Linked DNA regions of Zea mays: region 2 is linked to region 1. A link is a contact called in public Hi-C data. All regions are on one chromosome and are shown on one strand. The core of a region is the stretch at or near the end of the contact, and the rest is flanking DNA. Distances in the headings are between cores, read along the strand shown. Region 1 holds the start of LOC542158 (thylakoid assembly 8). Region 2 holds the start of LOC100282907.

Region 1 (6,659 bases), core at 3,425-5,924:
ACGCAGCTGGTTACTGAAGTCCTTGTTCGCTCTTGGATTTAATTGTTTTTTTTCTACATATTCTTGTAACTACATAACAAGCTTTCATTTCCTGAAACATTTGTTTCTCTTATATTCCAGGGGCCTGATTCCAAGGCTGCGAATGAACTTATTGGTATCGACGGCATACTGAATGCAATCATTCGGAACTTGGAAAAGGCGTATGTGCCACCTTATTGATTTTTTATTTTGCATTACTTCTGTGTACTGTCTAGCATTCAATAACTTGACTTTTGAGAACTCAAGTAGAGATATGGTTGTTCTGACTTCTTATGCTAGTTTCTCACTTGCTACAAAAAAAATACTAGTTATTTGTCCCTTGTTCTTACAGTCCCATGAAATCTGTTCATTTTAGCTAATTAGGGATAATATCAGTTCTTTCTTTGGTGGGGTATTTAGGTTCACTGGCATGTGACATGTATCTTCACCATAGTTGTTAAAGCGGTAAGGCGAGGTAAGGCGACCGACCCCCTTAAAACCTTTTAAGCGACAAGGCGTAAGGCAATGCGACAATAGTATTATAGTAGCACATATGATAGACAATAGAAATAGAATATAGGAATATAGTCTCAAATAGATAGGGACAATAGTATTATAGTAGCACATATGAGTGCAAGTTCAAGTGTTCAACATAAACCAACATCATAGACATAAAGTCCAACATAAATAATAAATAATAGTGATAGTAGAGTAGATATAATTCACAATTCCACTGTTAACTAAAACTGAGTGTTTGAGGGTAGCCGTGTCTGAGATAAACCGAGTAAATTGAGAGAGAGGAAAAAGATCAGAGAGGGGAGAGAGCGCAGAGAAAGCAGAGAAAACAGAGCAGTGGGAGAGAGCAGAGCTGACTGGAGAAAGTAGAGCAGAGGGGAGAGGGCAGAGCTGACCAGGTAGGGGAGGGGCTTGGCGGTAGGGGAGGGCTGGAGGGGGTCGCCGCGGAAGGGAGGGGCTCGCCGGCGCAGCCTGGAGAGCTCGCTGAGGGGAGGGGTCGCCGTGGAGGTGAGGGGGTCAGGGCCCAGGATACCTCGCCGCCACAGCCTGGAGACCTCGTGGAGGTGAGGGGCCGCCGCCGCCGCTGCTACAGATGGCGAACTCCAGGGACGGTTTCAAATTGCAGTTGCATGCGTGCTCACCCTATAGCACCTCAAGGCTCAAGGTGTCCTCATGGCGTCGCCTTAGAAGGCTTCAAGGCGCCGGAGCGACGCCTCAATAGCCAAAGTGGACGCCTTAGGCTCGGTACTAAGGCGAGCCGGATGCCTTGCTGGTACAGCGTGCCTTAGCGCTTAGGCGCCGCCTAAGCGACGCTTCAAGGACGCTTTAACAACTATGGTCTTCACTCCATTGCAGATCTTAGAAACATGCTGGGTGGGGTTATAGTAACATGCCCAATATCCTGATACTTTCATCAGTATGCATCCCATGCTGTGTTGTATATATTGGCTGCTTTGTGCAATTTTCTCTATGCAGTCTTATGTTTGGCCTGTCTCAAAAATATTTAAATTCTGCATGTTAATATCATCAACCAACTAACTAAATCTATCGAATCCCTGTGCTTGCTTTGCTCCTTACTGCTGCTGATGAATTGTTTTGGACCCTTCAGGGATGAAGAACTTGTAACTGAGGTGGCATGGGTGGTTGTCTATCTTTCAGCACTTTCAGAAAAAGCTACCAGCCTAATAGTAAGAAGTTCGATGCCACAGTTGCTGATCGGGCGCCTTCTAGCATCTGAAAACTTGCAGTTGCTCATTCCGGTATCATATCTGTTTCTTGATCGCATTTTTTCCTTGTGCCTATTCTTGGTTTCAGATTTTTTCCTAAAAAGAAACCGATTATTGGGACACTTTTTATTGCTAACTGTTGCACAACTAACTATTCTATATTCTAAATTGATATCTGTTTGTCATGATATTTTTGTATGATGGTGCTAATAATGATTTCCAGACAATACAGATTTGCCATTGATGTACATTGTATAAATTGACATCTGTTTATCAAGGATCATTTCTCTTGTAACTTTAGAATTATCTAGCAACATGTAAATGTATAGCACATGTATGTGATTTCACAGCACAGACAGATTGACTTTTCTACTTCAAAATAGGTACTTCGCGGTTTAGGAAATCTTGTAGCCGGTGATGGTTACATGGTTGATTCAGTCCTTATTGTTGGAAACAGTGTAACAGGTTCGCTCATGATTGGATAATCCTTTGTAGCTAATTGTATATGAGCACCATAATTTCACTTGTAATGATGTTTATCATCAGCTAACAGCTTGCCGTTCTAGAGTATGCGTTAGTCTCCAAGTACTAAGTTACTAACTAAATTTTGTTCCAGATCAAGCCTTATCAAGTCTTATCAAGTGTTTGAAGAGCGACCATAGGGTTCTCAAGAAGGTATGTTACCCTTTCATTTGCTGACTAAGTTTATTTTAATTTGGACTCTAAAAGGATAAATAATTCGTTGCTTTGTCTTGTATATATATATTTTTTGAACTGCTTATATAGGAGGCATCATGGGCCATGTCAAATATAGCAGCGGGCAGTTTTGAGCATAAGAAACTGATATTTGGTAGTGAGGCGACTCCTTTGCTGATGCACCTCCTCAGGACTGCACAGTTTGACATCCGCAGGGAAGCAGCATACACGCTGGGCAACCTGTGTGTTGTCCCAGCAGGCAGTGGTAACCCCCCAACTATAATCGTTGAGCATTTAGTTGCCATCGTAGATGGTGGAGCCCTTCCAGGATTTATAAATTTGGTGAGGTCGGCCGATATAGAGAGTGCGAGACTTGGGCTTCAGTTCCTGGAACTGGTAAGGAATCTGAAATTTGACTTGTCAAAAGCGTTCAGCCATATCTTTTGTCTACTTGCATTTTCATATCACCTCAATTCGAATTCATTTGGCAGGTGATGAGAGGATACCCTGACAGCCAGGGCCCAAAGCTCGTGGAGACAGAGGACGGCATTGAGGCCATGGAGAGGTTCCAGTTCCATGAGAACGAGATGATGAGGAATATGGCGAATGGTTTGGTTGATAAATACTTTGGCGAAGACTATGGCCTGTGAGTTGTGCCGCCGATACATCTGGGTAAACGTGGAGCTATTTGTGGGTTTGAAATGTAACGATCCTGGAACAGAAGGATGCGCCGTTCATCATGGTTTCCATGTAATTTAGCCCCTAATATATAGCTGGAAATGTGAATGTGTTGAAACTGACCGTGAGCTGGAGATGTTAAGTGTGGATACCTTAGATAGACATAGACTGACATCTTGCACAGTGCTTCCTCTATCTCAAAATATTTTTTCGTCTCGTATTTTAAGTGTGGAAATGTTGGAGATGCTCTTAGAGTACAAATATATGACTGATTAATCTGATGATGTTTATAATGTACCATAAAAACTAGTGTTTTTTGGTATATATTTGGTCTAAATTGAGATTGTTTAAACTCCTCGAAATATGATATGGAGACTTATTTTGGGATTGAGGGAGTATGAAATAAATAACCCTGCTGTTCTCTTTCTATAGCAACCATTTGACAATCCAAATTTGAAATTTGAACAGATTGCGGCAACACCTAGTTGTAAGGGTGTATGTCCTGCAATTGCGATGGTCAACCGCTAAAACACTTTCTGTTAGTGGCCTAATGGCCGTATGATTTCTAAAGAAGACGTATCAGTATCACCGTTGTTGCAGTAGCATGACAAATTCTAGCACCAACCAAACCCATTTATCAGCTAAAAAAACCCTGGTGGGCTATAGGACTAGGAGGCAGCAGCAGTGGTTTTGATCTCGTCTCTTGCTCGCATTTCGTCGAGCACGTCCCTGGCGGGCGGTGAGACCGTGGTCTCCCATTCCGCGAAGTCCTCCTCCACCTCCGCCGCCTCCTCCTGGAAGCCCAGCCGCTTCATCCCCCGCGCCATCACCCTGTACACGTACGCGTCCACGTTGAGGCCTCCCTTCCTGACGGCCGCCTCGTACACCCTCCACGCCGCGCGGCCCCTGCCCTTGGCCACCAGCGCGCGCAGCAGCCTCGTGAGCTTGTACACGTCCTCCTCCCCGTCCACGAACCCGCCGCCGCTCGCCTTCTCCTCCAGGAACGCCTCCACGAGCGCGTCAACGGCGGCCTCGGCGTCTCCCTCGCCGCCGGAGGGCGAGTGCGGCGCGGAGGACACGAAGGTGGCGTACAGCGCCGGGTCTGGGCGGTACCAGGGCTCGGCGCGGGCGATGTGGAGCGCGGCGAGGGCGAGGGACCAGTGGCCCTGCCGCTGGAGCTCGGCCATGGCGGCCACGAGGTCGGCCTTGAGGAGGCGGCCCAGGGCGGTGGCTGCTGCGGCCGAGGCAGCCGCCGGCGAGCGGTCGGCGGAGGTGAGGCGCTTCAGGGATTGGATCGCCAGGATGGCCTCCGTGGAGAGGGAGCGGCCGCGCTGGAGGGGCCCGCGGTTGTCGCGCGGCCCGCAGGTGATGGACACGGGCCTAGGCTTGTGACCGGCACTGGGTCCTGGGTTGGAACATGGGCTCCGGGTGAGGCGCGGGACCAAGAGGAGAGACGCCATTGGAGCGGAAGCAGGGAAGCCACGAAGCGGTAGGAGAAAGAGAACAGAGGAAGTCAGTGGATGCTGCGGATTTTGGGTTCCATGTGATTGCCTATCTTCCGTCTTTCAGTATCTGAGGTGTTTGGTTTTGAATAACAATTTTATGAATATATTTAATATAGTCTAACTAGACTAAATATATAGATGATGATTAAATATCGAGATAAATTTATTAAGTTTAACTTACTCATGATTAGGTTTAATAGATTCGTCTTCCAGTTTAGTGTTGTTTTTTATAACTACTTTTATAATTATACTGCACTTAATATTTCTAAACTTTAGCACATATTAAAATATCTATTTAAAATGGCTAAACTTTAGCACCATGATAAAATTTAGCACATAGCATCTAAACATGCTCTTATTCTTGTAATTAGGCTCCATTTAATACTTATAATTACATTCAAATATCTGATATAACATAAACTAAACTTTAGTCAAGGAAGCACTCCTTCATCTCCAACATAAGTTTTAAATGAAGTTGTATTTTTAAAATATAAGACTTTAACACAAAATGCCTCAATAGGGGGTTCTATTTCATAATTCATCAAATAAGTATAGAATTTAGATTCTCAGGTTCTAAATATATGCCCATAACGATAGAGCTCTATCCTCATTTTGTACATTATTCTAAATGTTACTAAATAATATGATATGTAACTCAACTGTTATATCTGCAAATGTTTTTGTGGCCCTAAACACTTCAAATCAGGTTATATTTTAAATTTTAAGACTCAAATATAACTTGTTGGAGATGCTCTAGTTAATGTCTAGTTTAGAAACTTAAATCTCTCTTTTAAGATTTAAGTTTCTAAACTAGCTATAAGAGCTAGTTTGGCAATACTATTTTCTCAAAAGAAATTATTTTATTTTTTCTTGGAAAATGAAAATTCCTTGTAGTTGGAAAATTAGTCCTCAGGGCTATTTTGACGATCCTATTTCTTAAGGAATTTTTATTTTTCTAAAGATATTAGTTCATTTTTTCTTGAAAAAAGAAAAAATGAATCTATTGAGAAAATAGAATTCTTAAACTAACCGTAATAAAGTTTTTAACACCATATTGCCTAATTGTCTCCCTTCCCGTTCAGATCTACTGCCAGCCTAGCCAAGCAAACTAACCGGCGGGAGAATAGAGAATAACCACTCCATGGCTTCCATCCGTTCCACGTCTCCCCAAAATTCTCATCTAGTCACCGGCCATTCGGTTGTGTCCATTGGCTGTCAGTCACTTCCAGTCCTAGCCAACTCCTCCGATGCTCCAATCATCAACACTCTCTACCTGTGTCCGTGTGCTCTGCTACTCTGCACCACCAACCAACCAGTGCTGCCCTCCGCCGATCCACTGACCTACCGCGAGCGCCAATGGCGACCGCCGCGGTCCTGGCCGCCACATTAGCGCTGTTCCTCCGCGCCGCCGCCGCAACGGCCGCGACGGCTGCGGCGGAGGCGGACCGGATCGGCAGGCTGCCTGGCCAGCCGCCGGTCAACTTCTCCATGTACTCCGGCTACGTCACCGTGGACGCGGCGGCGGGGCGGGCCCTCTTCTACTGGTTCATCGAGGCGGCCGGCGTGCCCGCGGAGTCCGCGCCGCTCGTGCTGTGGCTCAACGGCGGGCCCGGGTGCTCCTCCGTCGGCTACGGCGCGTCAGAGGAGCTCGGCGCCTTCCGGATCAACGCCGACGGCAGGACGCTCTACTTGAACCCCTACCCCTGGAATAAAGGTCCGATTTTGGTGCCTAGGCGCGCTCGCCTACTTTGATCTGTAGGTAGCGTGTTTGTCATGGGGATGATGATTGATGACTGACTGGTTGGGTTGCAGTGGCGAACATGCTGTTCTTGGACTCGCCGGCCGGCGTCGGCTACTCATACTCCAACTCCACCTCCGATCTGTACACTGCTGGTGACAACAAGACAGGTGAATTGGCAGAGTGGTTTAGACATTTGTCTAGTTCTAGGACTCTACATGTATTCATTATCCTGCTGCTGGCTGTTGTGATTCTTGCTCTTGCGAATTTTTCCGGCTAACG
Region 2 (6,810 bases), core at 3,447-5,946, 170 kb after region 1:
TTGTAAAGGCCTCGTAGTGTTACCCTGCCTCGCCTCCTCGGTAGAGGTGTATGGGAAGTCGCGATCCCTTGGCAGATAGGTAACATGACTTGTGGGTAAAGGGTATCACCTCTGCAGAGTGTAAAACTGGTATACTAGCCGAGCTCACGGTCATGAGCAGCTCAGGACTCTCTGATGATTAAATTATGAAACTTAAATTCAATTTGTCATATGCATTGCATCGCAGGTGATGATGTTACTTTTGTTCTACTACTTAATTGGGTTGGTATTTACTTATACTTAGTAATTGCTAATAAAATTTTGACCAACTTTAAAAGCAATGCTCAGCTCTAACCATCCTCTTTGGTAAGCCTTACACTTCACGTGAGCTCCCTCCTTTGGCGAGTTCATGCACATTATTCCCCACAACTTGTTGAGCGATGAACGTATGTGAGCTCACTCTTGCTATCTCACACCCCCCCACAGGTCAAGAACAGGTACCACAGGATGAGGCGCATGGAGGATGCTATGACGAGTTCGTGAGAGGTCTAGGTCGTCGTCTCCCAGTCAACTTTGGGTTGCTGGACCGTTGTCTCCTTATAATGTAATTTTTTATTTTATAAAACTCCTGTTATGTAGTAGAGATGTGACATTCGATCCTATGCCATGATTCATCATATGTGTGAGACTTGGTCCCAGCACACCTGGTGATTATGTTCGCGCCCGGGTCTTGGTGCCCCGAAACCCGGGTGTGACAATCCCGGAATCTCCGAATGTAATCACTAACCGGTTCATCCTTTTCTTGTCGTAGGGCCACTAAGTCTACTAAATCTAGCTTGGAATCGCCAGAGAAGAAATGTTCATGAAATTTTGTTCTATGTCTCCCCATGACAAAATGGAATTAGGAGGGAGCGTGGCATACCATGTGAATGCAGTCCCTATTAAAGATAATGAAAATAAACGTACACGGAATGCTTCGGTGTCGGCCAATTCTCCTAACTGTGCTAAGAACTGGTCTATGCGCTCACGCGTACTCTTTCCTTGGTCACCCGAAAAAATTGCGAATTCGGGTATTCTGGTCCCCTATGGGTATGGGAGACAGTCAAACTGGCTATTATAAGGTCTCCGATATGAATGCCCCCCGGGGACTATACTAACTCCGAGCTTATCTCGGAACGCCCCAGCTATTTTCTCTCTTACTATATCAATGGCAGCCGGTGGGAGACCACCGGCTCTTTGGTCCAATATGGGTGAGTTTGTTTGGATGTTGGTATGTTGTTTTCCTCCCCATTGGTTTGGATTTTGCGGCACGTTAATACATGCCCTATGAGGCTCATAGGACTAGCCATTCCTTTCTGGCCTTCTGGGGCCAGAAAGTACTCACTCTCACGGGTTTGGTAGATTATATTATGGTGCTGGTGGGTCGTATGGTGAGATGGGGGGTCTAGTTGGGACGGATACGGAGTTGGATATCCATCCTTCTTAAAAAACTCTATGACAGACCGTCCGGTTAAATACGCGGACCGTCCGGCTAAATACGCGGATCGTCCGGCTCCGTGCGCGGACTGTCCGGCCATGTGGCCGGACCGTCCAACATTATATTCGAACTGTCTGGCGTCATACGCGGACGGTCTGAGTGGGTTATCTAGGGTTTGCACGGTATGTGGCGGCTTGGGTGCAGGACTCGGTAATTCGCTTCTAAAAATGGGATCGGTCGCCGCTGGCCCGGACGGTCCATGCTCACATGCGGACGGTCCAGACATGCGCAGATCGGCAAATTTATCGCCGATGTGCGTGGGAGGCTGTTGTTGCCCAAGGTACATGTCTATCGGCATCTCATAAAGGGGTTGTGACTGGTCATGACAACCTGTAGCCGATGGATTACGTGTGTATTCCCTTAGTTCAACCTCGTGCGAAGGAAGATTTGCAATAGTAGACTTATCAAGCGCATGCACTAGCCTTTTATGATCATTTTGTATATCTCCTACGATACATTGTATTTGCTCTCGTTGTTCGTCTATGTAAGCTTTAAGAGATTGGAGTTCATTGGTGCTACTTACATTGGGGTATTCGTAGTAGGTCGGAGCGAAGCCAGATCTGTCGTCCGTTGCCGAACGACTTTGTTGTTCCTGTCCACCTTGAAGTCGGCCAGGAATTTCGCCTTTGCTTCCTGGATCAGCTGCTCCTGGCGCTCCTCGAATAGGAGCTGTTCTTCAGCCGGCAAGGTTTCCCAAGTCGGCTTGATGATATTGCTGGTGGAAACTTTAGAGCTCTCCTTTGAACCGGCCATTGAGGGCCGATCTCGATAGGTCTGTATGAAATCGTCCCCAGCGGAGTCGCCAAAAGTATGTTGGTGTCTTTTTCGGGCGCCAATCACTCAACACGAACCGTGGCAGTGCTCTCTGCACAGGGGCGGACGGTCCACGACCTGGCGCAGGGCTAGGGTTTCATGCCTGTCGGTCGGACGGTCTGTGCCCTGGGGCCGGACAGTCCGCGCGTGTGCAGGGGCGGCAAAAGGTCGCCGGCGGCGCCTGGATCTCGCTCCCAGGAGGGACCCCGTCGTGGAGGAGAGATCCTAGGAGTTGTCGTTGTCTAGGCTCGGGCAGACCGACCTAGACTCCTCTAATCGAAGTAGAGTCGAAGAGAAGCGGAGAATTTGAGGATTGAGAGGCTAAACTAGAACTAGACTAGAACTACTCCTAATTGTACAAGAAATAAATGCGAGATAAAAGTGTTATTGATTCGATTGATGATTACAAATCGGCCGTATACCTCTGTATTTATAGAGGAGGGGGGCTGGACCCTTTACAAACTAATCTCCCGAGCTAATTCCGCGAATTTAGCTAACAACCGTAGCACAAAACTCGGAACTCTAATCTGCTCTGCGCACGCGCGGACCGTCCGTACCACCAGTGCGGACCGTCCGGCCCCAGGGACCAGACAGTTCGGTCCTCATTTTGGTACTCAACACTTCGCATGCCAGTTAGGCATTTAATTTCAAGACTTATTGTTTGGTTCGTTGTCTAGCTTACTACACTTTGTCTAACTTTTCTGTCTAAGGTTAGTTCTTCAATTCGAACGGCTAATCTTAGACAAAATATAGCGTAGTTGTCTTGTCTTTAATACTTCGAGTGCCGGATGAAGTTGATACATAACTGCCACCGATGTGTTGTCTTGTCGACCATATTTACCATTTTTATATTTGTTATGTCGAGTGTATTTTGGTACTCGACAAAGATTTTATCGAGTGTCCGACAAAAAACTGTGGAGACAAATATATTTTTTCAGTTAACTCTTAGTTAACTCAGTTAACTCTGTTGTATATCCTTTGCCGAAGAGTATCCGCTGATTCCAGTAGTAGTTTACATAACCAAAGTTACGAGGTGGTGGTTCAATGGCCAAAGATTTCCGATTGTATAAACTGTGTAGGTGTCTATATGGCAAGTTAACAAGTTGGTGGATGGTCAAAAACAAATTAGTACACCTGACAGGCAAAGGCGATCGAGTCGAGTGAAGCGTTGAAATACGCAGTGCCACACACATTAATTATTCCAATTATCTTAGACGAAGTTCTTAGCACACCTGACAGGCAAAAGCGAGCAGGAGCAGTCACCCTGAAACAAAGTTACAAACACTAATTAATAATCACTCTCCTTCGGGACGATCTTGATGCCCTTGACGAGGAGCCCCTTCTTCCAGAGCCCGCCGTCGTACTCGAACAGGGAGATCTCAAGCTCGCCGCTGCGTCCCGCTCCCCCCGGCTGGGCCGGCGCCTTCACCTCCCCGGCCCTGAGCTCCAGCCACTGCTTCGTGGGCCTCCCCTGCAGCTTCTCCTTCCGCGCCTGAGCCGTGCCGTCGGGGAACCTGAGCCGCAGGTTCACCGGCACCGACCACCCGTACGCCGGCTCCGTGAGCATCACCTGGAAGGCCACGTCGTAGCTGCACCCCGGCGTGAGGTGCGACAGCTCCAGCCTCCCGTGCACCTCCAGCCAGCACACGTTCTGCAGCGACGCAGCCTCGACGATCTCGGCGTCACTGTACAGAGTAGAGGGAGAGAGAGTACAGGTACAGACATGGCTCGAATCGAGCTGAGCACTGAACTGAGCATGCATGTATATGTAATTGCTGGAGCAAGCACTACGTATAGATAGCACGTACTTGGTTTCTCTGACGGGATGCCAGATCCAGTATCTGGGATCGTCGCCCCAAGTGATGGACAGCGCTCTAGCGAACAGCACGAAGCAGTTGCACCTGGTCTTCTCGTCCACCCAGTACTTCTGCATCAATCGATCCATCGGGTTCGTGCCGCCTCAGCTACTAGTAAGCATCAGACAAGAGTTCAAGTGTACGTGTACGTGTTCGTGGCTGAAACCTACCTTGGTTTTCCCAGCCAGGTACACCCCGGTGCTGCACGCCTGATCCTCCAGCTCGGCTGCAGCAGCAGTGCCGCCGCCGCCGCCGGCCGTCGTCGCCTCCTGCGCAACTATCTCGTGGAACTTGTGAGGCGGCGGCGCCCGCTTCGACTGGGCCTGGTGGCTGTTGCTGCCAGTGCCAGAGGCAGCGCTGCTCGCCACAGCCCGGCCGTCTCCGGCGCGTGACGAGTCGTCGGACGACGGCGCCGCCCCCATTATTGGTTCTCCGCCTGCACTCTACCTGAAACTGGAACTCCCTGCAGAATTAAAGAAGAGCCAGCTAGCGCAGGGTAGGCTAGAGCTGACGAACAAGAACGAGCTGCTAGCTGCTGCTGCTGCGAGCTTTTAGGATTGCTGACAATGAAGTGCAGAGGGAATAACGTAGAGCCGCTTGAGATGGTGCCTGAGGAATCTGATTCCGGATGACAAAATTCTGTAGCGCAGAGACGGTGGTGGTGTTTACAGGAGAATCTACTAGCCAGCGGCTGAGGGTGGCCAGCGGGATGGCGTGCAGAGTTGCACCGATGCTGCACGAAATTGCACTGCCGAGTTGCACAGAGAGCCAGCAGGAGCTCCACAGCCGCCTCTTCTAGAGCGACATGTCCAACGCCGAGTACTGTGGTCGCCTCAAACGCCTTGCCTACACCCTCTACGACTGCGGCGCCGCCGTCACCGATTCAGCGCCCGTTATCAGCATGCTTCCTGGCCTAAACAGCAAGTTCGCTCAAGCTATCGCAGTGATCTCCACTGTGACGCCGCTGTCCACCTTCCTCTACCACAAATGGCATTCCCTTCGGGTCTTCCTCTGTTATTCCCAGTCCATGTGGATTGGAGAATAAACTACCGGATGTTTAGGCCACGAAGGTTGGTCTAAACATCAGATATTTTTTGCGGATATAAGGTTTGATCCACCTGTTCGTTTTTTGCTGAAACTCACCTAGAAATCGTTCCAGTTGATCAGACCTTATATGAATTATTAGATAAACAATCCGGTTAGGAATTGTTTCGGGTGACCAATTCTCAGGAACCAAACAGGCCTTAGGTGAGATTATAAGGAATTATGACTTGCTAGTTCAATCCACATGAATTGAGATTAACAGGTGGACAATTTTGATACGCTTCGATCGAGCCTGTCTTGTATTAGCTCATTATCCGAAGCATCCTCAAAGCTCTACACCAGTTGCCAGGTCTTGCTTGCTATCTCTGCTAGCTGTCCACATCACCTCACGTTTCTGGGACTTCTCCCACTTCTTCACCAGATGTTTAGATCACCTGAATTCTTTGTCCGGCGGCGACGGCAATCGTGACTGACGCGGCAGTGTTTCAGTCTGCTGGGCATCACACCAATCTACAAGCTATAAAAACTCACAATTTGCATGGCGCCTTGTTGCTGTTATTGGTCTGGTAACATATATAGCCTCTCTCTCCACAGAAAGAATTAGTAAATTCTATTAAAAAGAAGGATGTAAAGAGTTCCAACCCCAAAAAAAAAAATTAGATTGTAATAAAGCTACTATTCATGTTACGTGCTACAGTAATCGCTCGATGTAAATATAACATTTTTCCTTTTCGTATATGGTCCATCTATTCTGCTTGTGCTTATCCTTTGGTATCGCGTACATATGTTTATTCTGCGGGACAGTCAATTCACTGATCGACCGTTAGATAAAACAACAGAAACACTTCACAGTTTTTTTTAGTTCTGAGAGGCGGCTGTAGGTAGGTAGGTAGCTAGACGAAACTTACTTACCTCAGTTCCTACACAATTCAAGTTGGTCAGTAAAGGCTGCAGCCATCCTTATCAGAAGGGGTGCTCCTTCCCGTCCCATGAAACTGAACGATTTAACATTTGAAATTTGTCACACAGAGAGGTGGGTGGTGCTGACCTGAGACCCCGGGCCTGTTGTCAATCAGAAGCGCAGCAGATGTCATCATTCTTCTCGTAGGGGCACGCAGGTCTTTTGTCCTCAACATTGATCTGCGTGATAAATTATGTATGATGGAGTACATGTTACTGTAAGAGGGGAAAAAAAGATTCCATATATTCGACAAAACATGAGTTCCTCTTCTTTTACCCCCATGTATATCAAGGGGCATTTAACTAAGTGCCTCTGGTTGCCAAATGTCTTATCTTTCCTCACATCAGCTTATCATAGGTAAACGCAAGCATAAGGCACTGGGAAGATAGCAATATAGTTCTAATCTTGTAAATGGAGGCCTCTTGGCCTTCTCCTGCCTGCAAACTTTGCAATGCGCCTCTTCTGCACCATACATCCCACATTCGGAGGCTTCCTGCGTTCATGGGTTTTGCTACTGCCTCGCCCTCTTGGAGCTGCAGCTCGGGCATTTGTAATGCTTTATGCTCTCTGCCTTGGCAGGAGTTATCTTGACACACTTGCCATGGTACCATCGCTCGCAC

Evidence for each region. A called contact is a pair of places that touch in the nucleus more often than the background predicts.
Region 2: a Hi-C map of ear shows a contact between it and region 1, with 2.8 times the contacts expected there. The contact joins the promoter of LOC100282907 here to the promoter of LOC542158 in region 1. A contact is called at or near these places in 7 of 25 Hi-C or Micro-C datasets (bundle sheath, ear, endosperm and 3 more).

The regions. Positions count from the first base shown.
Region 1 is chr8:15,554,279-15,560,937 of Zm-B73-REFERENCE-NAM-5.0, forward strand. LOC542158 (thylakoid assembly 8) reads right to left here and starts at 4,675. Exons shown (of 1, transcript NM_001111780.2): 1 at 3,534-4,675. The coding sequence starts at 4,594. The coding sequence ends at 3,803. It overlaps LOC100281383 (importin alpha-2 subunit), which reads left to right. Exons shown (of 11, transcript NM_001154301.2): 6 at 121-200; 7 at 1,643-1,793; 8 at 2,144-2,225; 9 at 2,377-2,435; 10 at 2,547-2,852; 11 at 2,948-3,440. The coding sequence ends at 3,106. LOC100273202 reads left to right here and starts at 5,862. Exons shown (of 9, transcript NM_001365687.1): 1 at 5,862-6,353; 2 at 6,452-6,547. The coding sequence starts at 5,996.
Region 2 is chr8:15,719,928-15,726,737 of Zm-B73-REFERENCE-NAM-5.0, forward strand. It overlaps LOC100282907, which reads right to left and starts at 4,697. Exons shown (of 3, transcript NM_001367094.1): 1 at 4,356-4,697; 2 at 4,138-4,256; 3 at 3,495-4,014. The coding sequence starts at 4,607. The coding sequence ends at 3,618. LOC100280991 reads right to left here. Exons shown (of 5, transcript NM_001153911.2): 5 at 6,380-6,810. The coding sequence ends at 6,702.